Linked DNA regions of Mus musculus: region 2 is linked to region 1. The links are chromatin contacts, called in public promoter capture Hi-C maps. All regions are on one chromosome and are shown on one strand. The core of a region is the stretch at or near the end of the contact, and the rest is flanking DNA. Distances in the headings are between cores, read along the strand shown.

Region 1 (4,614 bases), core at 1,308-3,807:
AGGGCTCCTAAGCCAAGAGTAGGTAGGTCAAAGTGAAGAAGCTTAAGGGCACAGCCAAGCCCTAAAAGGTTCCTGGCTGGGCTCATAGAATAGCTCTCCTTAAAGTGAAGCTTCAGTGTGCCACTTAGTACAAACACTCTGACTTCTCAAGATTGGCTGTTACCATGTCCATGGAGAAAGAAAGAAAGAAAGAAAGAAAGAAAGAAAGAAAGAAAGAAAGAAAGAAAGAAAGAAAGAAGGGAGGGAGGGAAGGGAGGAAGGAAGGAAGGAAGGAAGGAAGGAAGGAAGGAAGGAAGGAAGGAAGGAAGAGAGAGAGAGAAAGGCTTTAAATCACTTTTAGAAATGCACGTCTAATATTAATTATAACCAGATAGAATGGTACACACACCTTTAATCCCAGCTCTTGGGAGACAGAGACAGACAAATCTCTTCGAACTTACAGCAAGGCTAACCTCCATAACAAGTTCCAGGCCATCCAGGATTACGAGGTACAAAGTTGTCCCAAGTCAAAACAAACAAGCAGCATCAAAGTTGATCTTGGTGATTCGAGGCCTCAGCAATGCAGGTGCTGGAGTAAGAAGATCTTGAGTTACACATCAGCCTAGACTATTGTATAAGACTATTTTGAAACAAAAGAAAACAAATGAAACCGAAAGTGTAAGTTTTGTCTTAGTTAAATTGATACTTGCCATTTTTTGTTGCATAAAAATGTACATAAAACATATTTCAGTCATCTTCAGTGTGCAGCTTAGTGGCATCAAATGTGTCTGCAAGACCATAAACTGCCATTGCTGTCTTTTTTTCCAGGACAATTTCAATACTCCACAAGAAAACTGTGCTCAGTTCCTCCTCATTCTGTCACTGCCTTCTGGTCCCTGGACCGGACCCATCTGTTCTCTGTGTCTAGTTGTCTGTGCTGGACATTTTGTTGACATGGGCTTCTTGGGTGTATGTTGTTTCCTGTCTTTATTCACAAAGCACCATGTCTTCAAGGTCATTGATGTTATAGAATGTTATCATGAGCCTCACTCCAGTACATGCTGAGAACTATTTAGTTTATATGAGCATCATTCAGTGAGGGTTTGAAGTGGCTTGATTCTGTGAACACTCTTATGAGCATTTGTGAGTAACTTTTATAAAACTATTTCATTTTATGTGTACAGGTGTTTTGGCTGCGTGTATGTCTATGTACCACACATGTGCATGATGTCCTTGGAGGTTAGCAGAGGACATCAGATCCCATGGAACTGGACTGATAGATAGTTGTGAGCCTTCTGTGGGTGCTTGGGTATCAAACCCAGGTCATCTGGAGAGCAGTTGGTGCTCTTATCTTCTGAGCCATCACTTTTTCTGGGCAACTTTGTGCCTAGATTCCTAGTATCAATTCTCTAGGTCATTCCTAGGAGTGGAACTGCTTAGTCATAGGATAACTCTATGTTTAACATTTATAAATGGCCAAACGGTTTTCCATAGAGGCTGGTGTACTCTGAGCATTGGTGTGCGAAGGTGTCAGCTTTTAAGCTCATGCTTGCTCATTTGCATTATTGGTGTCATTTTTTTATCATGCCAGTGGAGCCCATGACTCGGGGCTTCGCTGCCTATAGCAGCAGAGTAAGGATCTAAACCTAGTTCTGACTGATTTGCCAACTCGACCAGTCCATCCAGAGTTTGTTCAGTGTTGTTCTTGGGCACTAAAGTACCTTCATGTGCTGTGAAGCATTTCTGCTCATAGGAAGGAGGGTCAGAAGAGGGTTCAGGTCTCGGGAGCCATCCACACTCCAACCTTGGCAGCTTTGCTGTGATTTCTTTGTATGTGTGGATAGGATGCTGGATTTTGTTTGAGAGACAATAGAAGATAATGGTGCTTTTTAAAAAAGCATTTGGAAAAAAAATGACAATATGACAATGGACTCATGTGATTTTGTGGAACAAATTCCAAAGGCCTTGTAACTTCTCGTTAAGCAGAGGTTTCAAATAAAGGACACTCAGTTCTAAGCTTAGAGACCGAAAGGTAGGATTTATTCACACTCACACCTACACACGTGCTCTCGTGTGGTCAGACATTCCTGTGCCCTATCTTGATCCCCCAATTAATGACCGTTTCTGGTCCAGGACAGTGGCAGCCTTAGAAGGAGTTGCCTCTAAACGCCTATTCACTAAAAGAAAAAAAAAAAAAAAAAGTGGCCACACCCACATTTCCCAGCAGTCCTAGCTGCCACATCATCAGTCAGCAATGCTGTCTGCTCACCTTTGAAAGAAGCAGCCAAGCAACTCTCTAAACCAGGGCTGCCCATCTCTTGCTTTGCCTTTCCATTAGCGAAATGAGTTCCCACCAGCCCCTGAGGGAGGCCTTGGCCTTTCATCATTCCTAGTCATGAGGCTGAAATCCACCAAGAGCCATCCCAAGGAACCCCGGCAAGGTCAAGCCAGGTCTTAAGAGAAATAGCTTGCACGTGAGAGTGTCTCCTCCCTGCTTGGCCTCGGGCCAGGACAGAGAGGGTTGGGTGAGTTCAGGGGAGGGGCCCCTTGATCATCCACTCCCACCGAACACTTCTTATCTTTCAGACAGAGCGTGTCTTAGTAAGGTGGCGATCTGGGCCAGGAAATTTTTCTGGCCACTAGAAATCTGGCTTGATCTCAAGCTCCCTGCGTTTTCCTTGGTAGAAGACCCAGGTAGCTAAGGTGAGTTCTCCGTGTCAGCGCCACGTGTGAGATTCAGAAGTCCATGCAGGTGAACAGTCGCTGGGGGTGGGGGTGGGGGGTGGGGGGGTGAGACTTTGAAGAGAGTGGGGAGGGAGGTAGATTTTGTGTAGCTTCCTAAGACACTATCTTGATTTTTCTGAACGTTCCGATGTGCCAATAAATCACTACCAGATGTCTGCTCAGATATAGTTCAAGTGTGAGATTCCATGAGAAGATTTAATGCAACTAACTGCTTTGGGAAGATTGGGAAAAGGTGCCGGAGTATGTTCCTGCCCACTAGATAAGTTGGATGGAAGGGCAGAATTTCTTTCATCTTCTGTTCCCTACCTTCAATTAAGCATTACATCAGGAATCTTTTCGGCTCATTATCCCAAAGATTCTCCAGCTGGCTACAGGTATCAAGTAACAAACCTCTGGCTAGATGATGCTTCCTGGTTCCTTTAAGAAAGAGCCAAGGCAGACTGGGATTCACAAGTGGAAGATTAAAAACTGTAGAGTCACAGGTGGCAGTGGGGTGCTTTCAAAACCCTCTCCAATGTCCTGCCTGGGCACCACTCCTTTCCTCGTCCACCTAAACTTTCTCCAACCCCCCACTTGAAGTCAGCAGCTCAGTAGCCAACCAACATTGAACTTGTGGTACTGAAGAGGGCCCTGGAAAAATATCCCTTGTATGGCAGGCTCGGCTGCAAAGTGACCAACCGTTCTGGAAGACCTAACTCATGCTGATCAAAGCACTTGGGGTGTGTCCTTCCTTTCACAAGCAGCCTTGGCATGCACCCATACTAGCTGTGCTTGAGAGCAACTGGCCCATCCAGAGTTGCAACTCCAGTCCCCAGGCACACAGAATGAGTTACCCATGGAAAGTCGGATGCTCAGAAGTACAGAAAATGCCCTTTCCTCGTCTTCCTTCTGTGCAAAGCCTAGAGATGCAACTGTAATGTATGTCCTTCCTTCTGATGGGAAGATTCTGAGACAGAGTTAAATGTGCAGCCAAGTCTGCCTGATTTCCAAGACCTCAGGTCGTCTTATATGCTGTGATGTTTGGTCTTTTAGTGATGTGTGATCCATCTGGGAGCATAGAGCAGGGTAGAGAAGGTCACACTGCCCCTCCCCCCGCCCCCAATGGTAAACTGCCTTTGGCTCTATCATGACAGTTAGACATGCTTGGTGCCTATCTGCCACACGCATAACAATTCTTTGGGTTCTTCACTGGGGATGGAATTAGCCCATAGATACCTGCAGAGCACCGGGAGAATGTGCTTGGATCAGAGTCTATGCTCCTAGCCTCAGAAGGAGTGAGATTGCTTCTGAGATGGAGGGATATGGGAGAACAGCCGGAGGCAGGACCAAGAGGCGCCATCATGACATGATGTTTAAGACTGCCCTTGCTTTTAGGATTTCTTATGGAAGGTACACAGCAGACCTCGGGGATGCTGGGTTAGGTGCCCTGTGGATATGGTTTAGTTAGGACCATCTCCCGGATCCTTTGCCAGGTTTCAATAAAAAGCAAATACAGATTTATACTCGAGGATATGTATTATTAAAATTAAGAGAGAAGATCTTCTGTTCACATGAAAGCAGCCTCCTGACGCCCTGTTCTTGATGCTGGGACCTTCATAGCACAGGCTGCAGGCAGTGTGTGGGAGAGAAACAGCACACAGTTGTGCATGTGCTAGATGTTCACAATGTGGTCAGAAGAAACCAACTCACTCTATTGGTTACAGCACACAAATGACTGAGAACAACGAGAAAGAACCTGAACTCACTGACCAATTACACACGTGAACTCTGTAAAAGATCATTTCTCTCAGGAGAAATGAAGCTGGTGGGTGCTTAAAAATTGCTGTAGGATGCCGGGCATAGTGGCCCACGCCTTTAATCCCAGCACTCGGGAGGCAGAGGCAGGTGGAT
Region 2 (4,614 bases), core at 787-3,286, 490 kb before region 1:
AGTATCCTTTTTTTTTCTACCACCCAACCATAAGGTTTTTAAGAGTAGAGTTCTTTCATTGTTTATCTTTATATATTCTTAGACAAAATAGATGTTCAATAAATGATTGTGAAGGGGAAGTGCAGCTCGCAAAAACTAGAACTCCCTGTGAGCTGTCCCTGACATGCTCCAGTATTCATGGGAGCTCCTCCATCAACATTTTTCATTGCAAACATCATTGTGTTTTTGCCTTTCAAAGAAGAGGTCTCTGACCTAAGATTCTCAGAAACACTAAAAATTGCCATTCTAGCCACCCCTGTTGTCATTTATATGCTGCTATCCAGGACCCTAACAGAGTGACAATTTTGGAACTTTGGTGTCTTTGAAAAAAACAGAAATATTATAAGAATATGTTTTTGTTTTAATCCCAGGTGTGGGATATGGGGCTGCTTCAGACTCTATGAAGCAGCTGACAATGATTTGCCTCGTGCTTTAGCAAAGGTATAACTTTGCCAGCTACCCATAGTTTCTGCAGAATTCTGTGGACTTTTCAGAGGGTAGATAAATGTTAGGGCTTCAAAAGGCAGGGTGGGTTGGTTGTTGCTGGGTGGTAGTTTGTGGTTGGTGGTTCGCTGTTATTGGTTATAGTTTGTTAAGTAGTTGTGCACAAAGAAGAAACAACAGCAAGAAAAAAATTAGATATCGTGACAGGAAAGACCATACTTGCCCCAGGGTACTTGATGCCCCTAATCTGTAGAAGTAGTCCAACAATAGCATCACCCACTTTCTGACCCATGACTTTATTTGGGGAGCTCTTTCCTTTCCCTTCTATCCTCCTTTCTCTCTTATCTAGTGTTAGGGAGTTGAAAGGGTGGAAAAAAAGCAATGGAAAGGGTAGACGAAAGACAAATCCACAAAATAGCAAAAGACAGCCACACCCTAACTCATCCTGGTCTTACTTTTCACCAATTCCCATCTCAACAGCCAGATGGAGAGCCAATTGCAAGGCAGGTGGAACTAGAAGCCAAGAGGGGCTTACTTTAGTAGACCATAGCTGAGAACAGAGTTAGAGGAAAGAAACCCTATGCTTTGCTTACTATCTGGGAAGTGCCTACAGGAATGAACAGATGTTGGGGTTCTGGCTACACCATCAGCTTTGCAAATCAGCCCTACCATGACCACTTTTGGAATTTCTATGATGATTGTGAGAGAAATCAAACCCCCAGACTCATGGTATCAAGTTTAGATGTGTATAGTATGTTCGGGCCTTCTCTGCTTAGATAGCAGAACTCTATCTGCTTAAGTGAGTCAGTTGATTACAGCTATGTTGCAGGCGACTCTCTGTATGATCTTAGGCAGTCCTCTAACTTCTGGGATTGCTTCTGCTAAATTGAGAGGGTTGTGGAGTGGCAAACAAGGATTCTGCCAGAACGAGCTGGAAGAAATGAGTTTGGAAATAGCTTTTAACCCCATTGCTTCGGTGTACTTTCTCCACCTGCTGGAGAGATGAGCTGGATCAGCAGTTAAAGGACCCAGGTTCAACTCCCAGCACCCACATGGCAGCTCATAGATATCTGTAATAGAACTGTTTTAGAAGGTGCCATTCTGGCCTGTGTGGGCATTGCATACAGGTTGTGTATGCAGGCATATATTCAGGCAAAATATCCTTATATGTAAAATAATAAAAGAAATTAATAAAATATCTGTTAGGATATTGTAGTAGTAGTAACCCACAAAAATCTGGCCAAAGCCTTGGCCTGATGTAAGCCTTTAAAGCATTCCTTACTACAACTTATGTGATACTCTGAAGCTCCTTGTATTTGTGTAGACCACTAACCATCTGAATGAGCAGACAGTGTTGATAATTGACAGCGTTATCTGCCTGCAGTGGCTTCCTTGAGGCCTCACTAAGGGTTGGTTTGATGGAGCAACTCAAAATTAACTGGGAAGAGAAAAATCTCTGAAATGGACCTGCAGAGGAGAAAGTAAGCATGGCCACTCCAATGGCCCTGAAGGACTTCAGACTCCATCCATCAAGAGGCCAAACCTCCCTGCTGGAGGTGAAGAGGAAGCAGCCTCATCAGCACAGAGATGATGGTCTGGACCAAGCTTGTCTTCCTCTGCACTGTTTCAGTCCTTTATCCTCACCATCCTGGCCTTGCCACTGAGCAGGTGGAACACAATTACCTGTTATATTCCAGGGCTTTTTCTAGATGCTTCCAGGATTAGGAGGCAGAGCTGCAGAACAACAGAAATGTTCTTCAGTGGTTTGGCAGCCTCCTGCTGCTTCTCAGTGTGTTCTTTTGTTATGGCTACTGGTCCAAGCTCCTCCTTTGTTTATTCATTTGTCTGGAGGCATGTGAGATTATGTCAGCCTTTAGGCAAGCTCTGCCCCTGATGGCTGCCAGGTAATAGGTCACTTCACCTGCCAGGAACTATCCAGGCGTAAATTTAGACTGCAGCCTCCCATTTCTGCTTAAATAAGTACACAGGGAAGGAATATACAAATACGTAATTTGGAGAGTAGAAGAGACTGCAAGTATTTGGCTTTGCACATCCATTAAACTCTTGGGCTGCTACAAAACTACCACCACCACCACCACCACCACCACCACCACCACCACCACCACACACACACACACACACACACACACACACACACACTCACTCATGCCCTGTGCTATCTGCAGCACAGGCCAGCTGTGCATTCCCTGCCCAGGGGAGGTGACCTGTGGGGCCTTTCTTCACTGTGCTCACCCTCTCAAACTTTGACAAGGGAGCCAACAAGAATCTCTGCCTGGTTGACCCTTGAGAAGCTCAGAACTTCCCTTATAAACCCTGAAGGGTCAGAGGGATTTGCGTTTCCACTGTGAGTACAGTGTTTTGAAGAGCCTTGAAGGGCTCCGATAATAGCCCATTGCTGCCTTTGTTGGTTCATTGAATTTCGTTCTCCCAGAAGATAAGAATTCTCTCTCTTCTTCAGGTAGTGGAAACCACCAATATATGGCTATATTAGTGAGTCATGAAAATATGCTTCCTCTCACTACCTGAAAACAGTAATGGTAAAGTTAGAATAGAGAAAGGCACCTTCCAGGGCTGTGATTGGAGATGCAAGGGTAGGAAGAATGGTAGCGTTAGGCATTGGGCAACCCCATTAGAGTTACCCATGGGCCACCAACTGACCAAGGGACATTCATATAGACCTTCCCCCTCTGGCACTAAAGACCTAACACAAAGGGAGCTCTGGTCACAGTTCAGGGGCACAAATAAAATATAATTGCCATAAAAACATGTCAGTTCATATGAATAAGTGAAGCTATTGAGGTTCAAGTCCCAGAAGTTCTGGGAAGGTGAAGTATATAATACTTCTTGAATGGATAAAAAATATATATATATATATATATATATATATATATATATATATATCCCTCCACCTTCCTTCTTGATGTAATTTGGTAGATGCCATGCTTCTCAACTACATCCTTTTAGGTTCCAAAGCCTGAAAGGTTAAAGACATAAAGCCAATGTGATATGAAAAAGAGATTATTTCTGAGACCAACTTGCTAAAAGATTGCTTCATATATTCTGCCTTTCAAAATGTAAGAGTCTTTCTAGAGAAACTTAATCAGTTTCTTGTTTTCCTTTTCACGGCATCACCTATTCATTTATTTATTCACAAAACAGGCAAGTCTTCATTCTGTTCCAGGTGTTTCATGAATGCTGGTGGTTAAAAAAAGATAAATTGTCATGGATTCCATGGGGTCACTGTCTATAAAGTGACCCACACTGAACTAGCAGGTACAAGGTGACACTGCTAAACTCTGGGTCTACAGGGAGGGGAGCCTTTCCTGTTAGGAAAGGTTTCTGAGTAATTTCTGAGTTGGTTCTTAATAAGTGAATGAGGTTCGTTAGTAGGAAAAGAAAAGAGGGAAATGTCGGCAAAGAGAACAAAATGAAAGCATCCAGCTACACGTGGTCGGTCCTCCGTGTGTCTCCTCCATAAACGAACCTTGAGATAATTGGGATGCGGTTCACTTAGGAATATAGATGCTTCCTTGAGGCTCAGAATCAAAAACAAATTACACAGTATTTTTGCTATGTCCTCCATGTCCATCTTTATGAAGTCAGGGTGGACACATAACAGCAAGGGGGCAGGGGTAGAGCCCAACCAAGAGTTACCAAGACCTCAGTAAGTATGCTATCTGATGATATGAGATATAATGAAATAAACACATCCAGTTTCCCCTACTTTGGTTTAACTGTCAAAAGCCTGTCTTAGCTCACTCCTGATTTCAAAAGGCATGCATGTTATTATGGAAAATATAGCAGCAGAGGCTCCAGAAGGAAATAAAAAGGTCTGCATGTCTTCTAAATAGAAAAAAAAAAAAAATCAAAGTGTTCTTTTTCTAATTGGCTTTCTGTTTTTGTGCTTACAAATGATTTCTCATCCAAGAGATCAGATTTTTTAAAAAAATTATTATTTTTTTTTTACTTCCTGGTCATTCTTTTGTGTGTTTAGCTTTCATCCTTAACTTGTTAATGCAGACTAAATTTGTTTTAACAAGAGTCTATGTGAAGTAAAGTCTCAAGATACATACATTTATAAGTCTTAGACTCTGTGTGTGTGTGTGTGTG

What was found. Promoter capture Hi-C pulls out the DNA fragments that hold promoters and counts their contacts.
Region 2: a contact with region 1 is called in a promoter capture Hi-C map of hematopoietic stem and progenitor cells, with 3 times the contacts expected there. The contact joins the enhancer-like site here to the promoter of Adtrp in region 1. A contact is called at or near these places in 6 of 39 promoter capture datasets (the C10 cell line, hematopoietic stem and progenitor cells, hippocampal neurons and 2 more) and 2 of 9 other capture datasets (adipose tissue and liver).

Annotation. Positions count from the first base shown.
Region 1 is chr13:41,845,559-41,850,172 of GRCm38.p6, reverse strand. It overlaps Adtrp (androgen dependent TFPI regulating protein), which reads left to right and starts at 2,557. Exons shown (of 7, transcript NM_001145875.1): 1 at 2,557-2,682.
Region 2 is chr13:42,337,388-42,342,001 of GRCm38.p6, reverse strand. No RefSeq gene overlaps it. Among named protein-coding and RNA genes, the nearest start is that of Edn1, 38 kb to the right of the region's middle. Within about 2 kb of position 2,036, at least 12 of the 459 cell types and tissues checked have an H3K27ac peak or open chromatin away from gene starts, as enhancers often do.